Linked DNA regions of Macaca mulatta: region 2 is linked to region 1. A link is a contact called in public Hi-C data. All regions are on one chromosome and are shown on one strand. Each heading gives the region's core, a stretch centred on a gene start, on an enhancer-like site or on the middle of the called end of the contact. The rest is flanking DNA. Distances are from core to core; before and after follow the strand shown. Region 1 holds the start of H4C8 (H4 clustered histone 8). Region 2 holds the start of H3C2 (H3 clustered histone 2).

What was found. Hi-C and Micro-C count contacts between places; a contact is called where the count stands out from the background.
Region 2: a Hi-C map of fetal cortical plate shows a contact between it and region 1, with 4 times the contacts expected there. The contact joins the promoter of H3C2 here to the promoter of H4C8 in region 1. A contact is called at or near these places in 2 of 14 Hi-C or Micro-C datasets (fetal cortex germinal zone and fetal cortical plate).

Annotation. Positions count from the first base shown.
Region 1 is chr4:156,827,350-156,832,843 of T2T-MMU8v2.0, reverse strand. H4C8 (H4 clustered histone 8) reads right to left here and starts at 2,677. Exons shown (of 3, transcript XM_078000864.1): 1 at 2,180-2,677. The coding sequence starts at 2,642. The coding sequence ends at 2,331. TRNAM-CAU (transfer RNA methionine (anticodon CAU)) reads left to right here and starts at 3,696; the gene lies at 3,696-3,767.
Region 2 is chr4:157,074,666-157,080,175 of T2T-MMU8v2.0, reverse strand. H3C2 (H3 clustered histone 2) reads right to left here and starts at 2,405. Exons shown (of 1, transcript XM_078000875.1): 1 at 722-2,405. The coding sequence starts at 2,368. The coding sequence ends at 1,958. H2AC4 (H2A clustered histone 4) reads right to left here and starts at 3,873. Exons shown (of 1, transcript NM_001193724.2): 1 at 3,481-3,873. The coding sequence starts at 3,873. The coding sequence ends at 3,481.

The sequences.
Region 1 (5,494 bases), core at 1,428-3,927:
AACTATCAACCTTCTTTCAAAATAAATAAAGAATCCAACAACTTTTCAGAGCCTCTACCACTAATACACAGAGCAAGCCACTGCCATCTCAACTCCTTTTTTTTAGTACCCTACTAACTGATCTCTGCTCCTATCCAGGCTCCATCAGTTTATTCTTCATTAGGCATCCAGACAGCTCATTTTAAAATATAAATCAGATCATCTCAGTCCTCTGCTCAAAACCCTGAGTGGCTCCCACCTCACTAGGAATAAAACCAAAGTAGTTACACTGGCCTACATACAAGGCCATATAGGAACAGCTTGCCTCCATTTGCCTTTCAGACCTCATCTCCATTCCTCTGCACCTCTTCTGCCCTTTTGCCCAGCCACAATAACTCTGCTATCTCCAGGCTTTGCTACTTGGTCTTCTATTTGGAATATTCTCGAGTCTTTATTTCTCCACTATCGCTTTATCAGTAAAGCTTTCCTTGACCCTATCATTTAAAATGACCACCTTCTCGACTGGGCGCGGTGACTCACACCTGTAATCCCAGCACTTTGGGAGGCCAAGGCAGGCGGATCACATGAAGCAGGAGTTCAGGACGAGTCTAACCAAACATGTACTAAAAATACAAAAATTAGCTGGGTGTGGTGGCGCATGCTTGTAATCCCAGCTACTCGGGAGGCTGAGACACTAGAATTGCTTGAACCCAAGCGAGGTGTAGGTGGAATGTGCCGAGATCGCACCACTGCACTGCAGACTGGGCAAGAGCAAGACCCTACCTCAAAAAAATATTTAAACATCACCTCCTCCCTCTTTAGCCTGTTTCAGTGATAGCACTTAGCACCATCTGATAGTTTTACTTACTTCATGTGTGAACGCACACCCAATAGACTCCATGCATACAGAAAATACTGTTTTGTTCACTGTCATTCACTCCTATAATTCTCAGAGCCATTAACGGTACCTGGCATATGTTATGTGCTCAATTTTTGTTGTTAATTTTATGTCCTCATACAAACCAGTGCTTTAGCTCCGATAACATCGTTCTTTTCATATTAATGCACAAGTCCATATCTTTGAAAAAGATGACACTCAAAGTAACTCCACTGATTTTCCCAATTTCAAACTTAGAACCCTACAATTTGCTTGCTGACCACAAAGAGGAAAAATCTGATTTTACAATGTAACTATCATCCTAAACCAGCAATTGTCCTATTATCTTCAACGTAGATAAAACAGACATATGTCTCTGATGTGGTGCACCAGTATGTACATATAAACTCTTCCTGACAAGAATATAAACCTGATTTCAACTAAGTATACAAAAGTCACTTCTGCTCAGGACAGAGTATAGAAACCAAGTAAAATGACACCATTAGAAAAGCCAATCCAGGCCGGGCGCGGTGGCTTACGCCTATAAATCCCAACACTTTGGGAGGCCGAGGCGGGCGGATCTACTAAAAATACAAAAATCAGGTGGGCGACTGTAATCCCACCTATTTAGGAGGCTGAGGCAAGAGAATCGCTTGAAACCGTAAGGCGGAGGATCGCGCCACTGCACTCTAGCCTGGACGAAAGAGAAACACTCCGTCTCAAGAAAAAAAAAAAATAGGTTTTGGTGATGTTTCTATATTGCTCACTAAGCGATACTCTTTTAATGTTCTTATAATACGCAGAAACACATTTTATTAGGTCTAATGGAAACAGTACTTAATAGCTCTCGAATGAACATTTATATTGTTACCCCACACTACCTTTTGCTGACCAGTTTTGTCACCAAGTCAAAAGCAGCAGCGTAAACGCCGCCTGTACTTAGATTTACGATCCTACTCAGGGAGATCTGTTGCGCTCACGGATTCGCCTTTAAGGACCGCCGCCTGGGTGCGAGGCTTCTTTGTTCTCAGCCCTCCCCGCCATTTTGAAAACAGTAACGTGGAGTCTTCCCCGAGTTTCCTACAACTTCCGTAATCCTTGAGATCCTTACGAACACTTCAAGCTTAAACTGAAAAGGAAAGCCCCACGAGAATTATAAACCGTGCCAATACAGCTTACTCACTGCTATCTAACGCCCTAAGGTGTCCAAGAAAACTAAACGTTAAACATACCAACTACCCCCAAATAGGAAATAGTAACTTTTAAGTTTTTTGTGCCCAAATCCTAAACATGCGCGATTAACCACAAGAAATTAAACGTTACCTGCAAATGCACACTAGTGCACAACGACTGCCTTTTCAGCAAAAACCTGGAACAGGATAACAAGATGTCCGCTCTTTTACGAAGAAAGTGGGCGGCCCTAAAAAGGGCCTTTGGTTGTAAAGAGAAATACTGAGTGGAGTAAGCGGGAGCCTTAACCACCGAAGCCGTAAAGAGTGCGTCCCTGTCGCTTCAGCGCATAGACCACATCCATTGCTGTTACAGTCTTGCGTTTAGCATGCTCCGTGTAAGTGACTGCATCACGAATCACGTTCTCCAGGAACACCTTCAGAACACCACGGGTCTCCTCATAGATAAGGCCAGAAATACGCTTGACACCGCCGCGGCGAGCAAGGCGGCGGATGGCTGGCTTAGTGATGCCCTGAATGTTGTCCCGCAAAACCTTGCGGTGACGCTTAGCGCCTCCCTTACCTAAGCCTTTCCCACCCTTACCACGTCCAGACATGACTAACCAGCTCCCAAAGCCGCTTTCAGGAACCTAAAAGCCGAGGAGAGCAACGACGCCCTTATATGCAGGGAATTCGGACCTAATTGAAGACTGAAAGCGCGCATACGGGAACTTTGGTCCTGCTTCTTGGTCTCACCCTATGCAGCCCGCCCTGGATGATGTCACCAACAACTTCAGCCTTTGACATCTGAGCGCGGGTTCCGTGGAGGCGTCTCTCGCAATTGCTGGGAAATAGGAATGGGAGTTTTACGGCTGTTTTAACAGCTAAATCAGATTAAAGAAATCAACATGTTTAAATTATTATCAATTGTTTCTTGAGTTGCTTTAGGACAATTGGAGACGAGCTTCGGTCCACAGGACTGAAAGCCTGAGGAGTCCAGCTTTGTCCCCAAGGTCACAGTGACTGGCATTTCTGCTGCCTACTGTAAAGCACATGCGGACCGAAACCTCCTTCGGAAGTGTTTGACAATTGCAAGATTTCACCCTCTCTATCATCAAGCCGAGGGAAACGTAACCAAAACGGTTTTCTTCCCGATGGCGAAGACATGGTAGGTTAGTGATTCGTGGTAGAATTATCCCCCTCCGCGCGGAGGCTTGATTCTATTCCCAGTTTGTTCTCTTCTTTCCCTACTTATTAAAATTTGTAATTGCCATTTCAATATCTAAGTGCCCCTCACAACTGCACCCAGTGTGTGGGTTTCGGGGTGGGTTTTTGGGGGGTTTTTTTTCCCCTTTTTTTGTTTTATTGAGACAGGGTCTTGCTATGTTGCCTGCGTTCGTCTCCCGAAGTGCAGTGACTGCAGGCGTGAGCTACTACAGAGTGACTCTCGCACCTAGCCCACTAGTGTATTGATGTTTACTTTTCTATCCCTAGTTTTGTTTTCTGTTTGATTCTGGTAGACGCCTTTTTCCAAAGTGAGTTGGCAACCTGTGGTAGCCAAAGTATGAAATAGGCAACTTATCGTAGGCTCGCTCTTAAAATACGAAGTGGTCTGAGCGCATCGCCTGTAAGTAGTTAAGAGTATTGTGAGGAAGGCTTGGTGATGGAGGAGCAGAGTGGCGCAGCGGAAGCGTGCTGGGCCCATAACCCAGAGGTCGATGGATCGAAACCATCCTCTGCTAGACCTTTTTTTCCCTTGTCTCTTCCGAATAATTTTTTTTTCTAGTTACAATTTTTTTAGGTTAAACAATAATGAAAGAAAACAAAATGAGAATGGCGTGAACCGGGAGGCTGAGGCAGGAGAATGGCGTGAACCCGGGAGGCAGAGCTTGCAGTGAGCTGAGATCCGGCCACTGCACTCCAGCCTGGGTGACAGAGCGAGACTCCGTCTCAAAAAAAAAAAATAATCAATACACTTTGGGCGATGGGGCCAGGAGAGATTAGTCAATCCACCAGTAATATTAATAGAGCTAAGGCTTAAGAAGTACATAATTATTCCATGGTGACTCAACCATGCCTGGGATTGGACTGTAAGGCAACTGCCATTGAGCGACGTATCCTTGGTGATACATAAAGGGAATCCCTCCAATGGGGCGGTGTAATTGATACTATTGTTCTGAGAATCTAATTGTTCTCTGTCGGGGGAGTTAAGGATCCTGGAGTCCATGCTCACTGATCACGATATACCTCAGGAGGAGTGTTACTCTGGAGTACAAGTCACACTACTCAGGGGTTAGGAACAGATGCCCAATATGTTTTTGCTTCTACACAGGGGAAACACACCGCACAGGAGACTGCAGCTAGTATGGCCAAGACCATCGAGTCAGGAGTTTTTGCCTGACCCTGACACTCCAGCATTTTCTCAGCTTCCTGCGTGGTTTTCTTGATCTGTCCCCATGTTATGGGGGTGGATGTCAATGTGACTCCAGTCAGCCCTCGTTCCATTTTCGCATTCAGATTCAACTAGCCTATGGCTTGTACTGGGGGAACCGGGCCCGTGGTTGCGATCCATGGATCCCACCAGTCTCCTGTTCCATGGTTGCACACATCTGGAGAGCACCTACACGGTTTGTCCATCTCCTGTAAAAACACAAGCATACCCTCATACCCACGTCAGCAAATCCACTGGGCCTTTCCATTGTCCTTCCAGGGATTTCCATAACACCTTTGGATAAACTTGCCTCTTTCCCTCTAACACTTGCCAGTGTCGTTCTGCCGGAGTCTTACCATCCATACCAGGAGTCAAAAAATTTAAAGTAAACAAGGCTAAATGTGATTTTATTTAAGGTGGTAGCTGGTCTCCTATTCTCCCGTTTTTCTCAACATACACCATAGTGTTTGATGTGCCCACTCTATAATACCTTGTCCTTGGGGTTGTAAGAAATTCCTGTTTTATGAGTGATTGCCCATAACTGTAAAAACTTTTGAAAAGCACGACTAACATAAGCAGGTCCATTGTCAGTTTTTAATTGTTTAGAGACTCCCATATGGGCAAATGATGACAAACAATGCCATCGGACATGGCCAGCAGTTTCCCCTGTTTGATATGTGGCATGTAACATATGGGAGTAGGTGTCTATAGTCACATGAACATAGCTAAGTTTGCCAAAGGCTGCTGTACGTGCAACATCCATCTGCCAGATTTCATCTGGAGCCAAGCCTCATGGGTCGCATCCTTCCATGGGTGCAACACCAGGGACATGCTGACAAGTGGGGCAGGCTTGCACAATAGCTTGAGCTTGGCTGCAAAGCAGATGAAACATAGAAGTAAGGGCAGAGGTGTTTTGATGCAGTAATGTATGGGAAGCTTGGGCTTGTTGAAACACAGAACCAATTAATTTATCTGCTTTATCATTACCTTGAGATAGTGGTCCAGGAAGTTGCATGTGAAAGCGAACAGGAGCAGCAC
Region 2 (5,510 bases), core at 1,156-3,655, 250 kb before region 1:
TTTTTTTTTTTTTTTTTTTTTTTTTTGAGACGGAGTCTCACGCTGTTGCCCAGGCTGGAGTGCAGTGGCGCGATCTCGACTCACTACAAGCTCCGCCTCCTGGGTTCACGCCATTCTCCTGCCGCAGCCTCCCAAGTAGCTGGTACTACAGGCGCCCACCACCACGCCCGGCTAATTTTTTGTATTTTTAGTAGAGACGGGGTTTCATCGTGTTAGCCAAGATGGTCTCGATCTCCTCACCTCCCAAAGTGCTGGGATTACAGGCGTGAGCTACCGTGCCCGGCCCATTCTTTAAGTATCAACTGTAAATGAAGAGTTACAGCAGAATCCTTGTTCTGTTGAGGAGAGGGCAAAGAATGTAAGTGAGGGAGCGAACAGCTGGACTGAGCTACCACCCCCAGTCCATCTGATCCTCACACAGTAATATCACTTTATTATTTTATGCTATTGGCCAGACCCCGTACCTCCAACACTTTTTCTTACAGATAAAGAAAATATAAAAAGTCAAGCACTGTCCATCAGATCCAGCACATCTATAACTGGAAAAAACAAAATACTTTACCTTCAGCTGGGCCCAGAGCTTGGGGGTAGTCACCTTGGCATAGACCAAGTCCATTGGCATCTCTAACATACTCTGTCTATGGATAACAAATGTCTGTGCCAGGTAGAGTCGCTTGTATGAGTCAAGAAAAACAAAATATAAAACACACAGGCATATTCATTTTCATAATTTTTAAATGCAAATATTACTTTGTAAACCAAACACTGCTTTATTAAAAGCTGGAACACAAGTGAATTTAAGTAAACAATGCAATTCAAACTTAATATTTTGTGTGTGTGGTTTGTTGTTGTTGACAGTTGGTCAGGTGATTTTAGTATGGTACATCAATTTACACTCTAGATGTAGGCCAAGAAAGAATGTTATCTGTGTAAAAAATATTTATTGTAAAAAAGAATGTGAGGCAAGGTCTTTGGAATTAGTAGTTGTAATGTTCGACAATCTGTGGTTGTTATAAAGTTAGTTTGTAAAATGTGATCTAAAAGTTATATGATAAAAAAACTACAATCATAAAATATTCAAATTATATTTTAAACATTACTTTTGTTTACATTCAGTATTTCCATCCCTATAAATTTTCTTCCAGTATTCAACCCCCAACCTCCAGAAAACCGAAAAGCAAGATCAACAGAAATAAAATGGTTAAAATTTGTAAATTCTAGATTTTAATAGATAACTACAGGCAAGAAGTAGTGGGAAAAAAAATGTGGCATGTCATGGTGCATAGTCCTAGAGGAGATAAAGCAATGCAACCAGCTAGACTATTTACAAGCAAAGCCACACATATAAAATAATTAATATATAAGGAATTAAATTATGCTTGGTCGACAGATTGACAGATGAAAAGTGGGTAGCTAGCTATGGATAAAATGAGAGCCAGTTAGATCCCTGCCTCACATTTTGCACCAGAATAACTTTCAGGTTAATGTGGACAGCCAAATGAATTAAAAATAAAATTCTTCTAAGCATTTTGAGTAAGACATTGGAAGTCGCGAGACATAACTTTTCAATCTTTTGAAAGCTTCACAAAAGAGCCTAGTAAGCACCAGTTAACCACTTGCCTGGTTTTTCCCTTATATTCTTAGCCTTAGAAAGTTGTTTTAAAAAATGCTAATCATAGCAAGCTAGAGGCCTGAATGGACAGGTGGACTTATACAGCTTCTCCTCCCCAAATAGCACCTAAGAAGCTCAGAAATAGTCTACACTGCCAAACGGGTCAAACCACATTTCTGTTAATGAACTTAAGAACATAGTCTAATGCTTTCTGGGGATTCTTGGTTTGCTGTTGTCGAGTTTATTAACAAAAACGTAGTTATCACAGCTACTTTCGTTGGAATAATTGAGTGGCTCTGAAAAGAGCCTTTGGGTTTTAGGACTGATCAAAATGTAACTTTAGGTTTACGCTCTCTCTCCGCGAATGCGGCGAGCAAGCTGTATATCCTTGGGCATAATAGTCACCCGCTTGGCATGAATGGCGCAAAGGTTTGTGTCCTCAAAGAGCCCTACCAAGTAGGCCTCGCAAGCCTCTTGTAGTGCCATCACCGCTGAGCTCTGGAAGCGAAGGTCGGTCTTGAAGTCCTGGGCGATTTCTCGCACTAGGCGTTGGAACGGCAGCTTTCGGATCAGCAGCTCGGTCGACTTCTGGTAGCGACGGATCTCGCGCAGAGCTACAGTGCCCGGGCGGTAACGGTGAGGCTTTTTCACGCCGCCGGTGGCCGGCGCGCTCTTGCGAGCAGCCTTGGTAGCCAGCTGCTTGCGTGGCGCCTTACCGCCCGTGGACTTGCGAGCAGTCTGTTTGGTACGAGCCATGGCAATAAGCAGAGAACCTTGCCTCAAGAGACGTTTGTGAAAGTAAAGAAAGAGCTACTCTTCTTTTATAGAGTCAGACCACCAACTATTGGCCGCAAGAAAATTCAAAAATCCCCTCGCCCTTCTTGGATTGGTCCATCTCTGTGCCTGGTTGAAGATTAAGAGAGGCTCCTGCTCTTTACGGTAGCTACTCTGACGTCATTTTCTTAACCCCTTAGCTGCTATTACACTGTGGCAAGTCTTGTACTGGAAAAGCTTCGTAGTCTTAAAATTTACAACCACACAAAGCAACGCGGAAACCTCCAATTGTTTCTAGTTAAAATATAAAAAAGAAAAAGAATATTGGAGGCGATTAGGGAAATTTGCATGTGTTCTTTATTTAAAATGATGTTTTTCTGGGTGTGGCATGAGTAGTGTGGGCAATTAACAAAACGCTCTTAGCCGGGTGTGGCGGCTCCCGCCTGTAATCCCAGCTACTCGGAAGGCTGTCAAGAGGATCGCTTGAGCCCGAGTTCGAGGTTACAGTAAGCTATTATCACCCCACTGCACTCCAGCTTGGCCGACAGAGGGAGACTCCACCTCAAAACAAAGCAAAACATCCCCCACACTGGAAAAAAGCTCCTTATCTTGGAAATACATGCTGAAATGTTCAGTGGTAATGTGTACGCTCTCAATTGTGTATGCCATCAATTGCTAGAGCAAATGGTGTGACATTTTCAAACTGTTTTGCCGTGTAGGGTATGCGTGTTTTGCTTAACACTTCCATTAAAAATACTTAAGGAGTGCACCCATGGGTATAATTTCCTTCCTCCAAAATGTAACTGCTGTGTGAAACTTAGCGAGGATCACCCCTGTAAAAGTGTTTTTTGTGCTGCATGGCATTTCTCCTACATATGTAGAGTTCCTTAAAGGGTTTACATAGATCAAGATTTCTGCAGGACAAATTACTAAAAGTGCCACACGAAAACCATCAAAAACACCTCAAAACATCTGTGTGGGCTGCATAATACAAAGCATAACAGCTCATTTAACGGAAGTCGTAGGTGGCTCTGAAAAGAGCCTTTGTTGTTAGGCTGATTTCGTCTGCTGACAGTGTATGAAACGTTAACACTTCACTTTCCCTTGGCCTTATGATGACTCTCAGTCTTCTTAGGCAGCAGTACCGCCTGAATATTAGGCAGAACGCCGCCCTGGGCGATGGTCACACGCCCCAAGAGCTTATTAAGCTCCTCGTCGTTGCGGATGGCTAACTGCAGGTGGCGCGGGATGATGCGGGTTTTCTTGTTGTCGCGGGCCGCATTGCCCGCCAGCTCCAGGATCTCGGCGGTCAGGTACTCAAGCACCGCCGCCAGATACACCGGCGCGCCAGCCCCGACGCGCTCGGAGTAGTTGCCTTTGCGGAGCAGGCGGTGCACCCGGCCCACGGGGAACTGCAGACCTGCACGAGAAGAACGAGTCTTAGCCTTGGCGCGGGCTTTGCCGCCTTGTTTGCCGCGACCAGACATAGATAGTTCAGCTAGAATAAAAAAATACCCACAGGAAAATGTAACGAGAATATGTTAGGAGAGAAGGCAGAGAAGCATTTATACTGACTGGAGGTAGGCTGTGGGGAATTCTCCCATTGGCTAATTTCAAATACCCAATGGGAAATCAGAATCTGCATCCTTCATTTGCATGTAATCCTCCCATCTGGTGTAAGGTTTATGTTTGATTCAAACCCCAGTATGGCTTGAGGAGCCTTCGATTTGAATGCTAACAATAATTGACCCAATTAGGATTTTGTCAAAATATCTTTTTTAAGCATGAGTGGAGGTTTTGTTCTGGTTATTTTGACTTTTAGCCGCTAGTGCTTTACCGGGATTGTGACTCATGGTTTTGGAAAGGAGTGGACTCCGACCAATTTCTAAATAGATATTTAAGAGGTCCTTCAAACCGGGCGCGGTGGCTCATTCCCGTAATCCCAGCACTTTGGGAGGCCGAGGAGGGCGGGCCAGGCGTTCGAGACCAGCGTGGACAACATGGAGAAACCCTGTCTCCAGTAAAATACCAAAAAAAGAAGGGGGAAAAAAAAAAAAAAAAGAAAAAAAAGACGGGCTTGGTAGTTAGTGCACGCTTGTAGTTACAGTTACCCGAGAAGCTGAGGTGAGAGGATCGCTTGAACCGGAAAGGCGGAGGTTGCAGTGAGTTCAGTTAGAGCCACCACACTCCAGCGTGGGCGACAGAGCCAGGAGGCTGTTTCAAAGAAAAAAAAGGTTGGGTGGGGGGGAAGGAAGAAAAGGGAATACCTCAAATCCCAGCTGTAGAAGCTTATAAGCTCTCTGATTCATAAGGGAAAGAGAAGGGGATGTAAGCAACTTAGTGGAGAGTATATGATTCGGGAGAAAAATAAATGGGTATTTCAAAGAATAGGTGACAGCTATGACAAAGTCTGTTTAGATGGTGTTAACGGCCAGTCTCCTCTCCTGTGATACAGTTAATCTTCTCTGGTTGATGAGATTCCCCAGGGAAGTGAATCTTAACTAAATTTCTTTTTGAATTTTTTTTTAATTTTTGAAATTTTTGATAACAGGAGTTCAGAGAAAGCTCCTCCCTGAATCTCCTAAGTGCCCTCAGTTCAAAGAAACCAGCATAACAAAGTGGCATACTTTTGAGTTGCATTTCCTGAACTTTTTCATAACACTGAATGAGGAGTCTCTGGAATCTTTCAGGAAATGGGAGAACAAACATTCCATAACACAGAAATACTCAAAATGGGATTATTATCATAAAAGTGTTTCTCTGACCTTCTTCTGCCTTCCTGTCTCTAAGTCCCATTCTCTGCAAAGGCTAGCCATAGAAACCAGAATTCCTCCTCAAGGTAGGCTATACAAATCAGAACTCCTTTTCCCCAGAGCCAGCCATAAAACTTAAAAATATTACTCTAACCGACCTTGTTTGCCCGTAGGTCATAAGACCCCCTCATTCTAAAAGAGGGTCTTGTCCCATAACCAGAAGGAAAGAATGCTGCACTGAGAGGTCAAGAAGAATCTTGACACACAAGCCTTGCGGGACCTCCCTACTCAGTCTGTTAGCATTCGATGTACCCTATACAGCTGTTTATATTGTTGAACCTAAGCATAAAAATGGGCAATTTCCCCTGTAT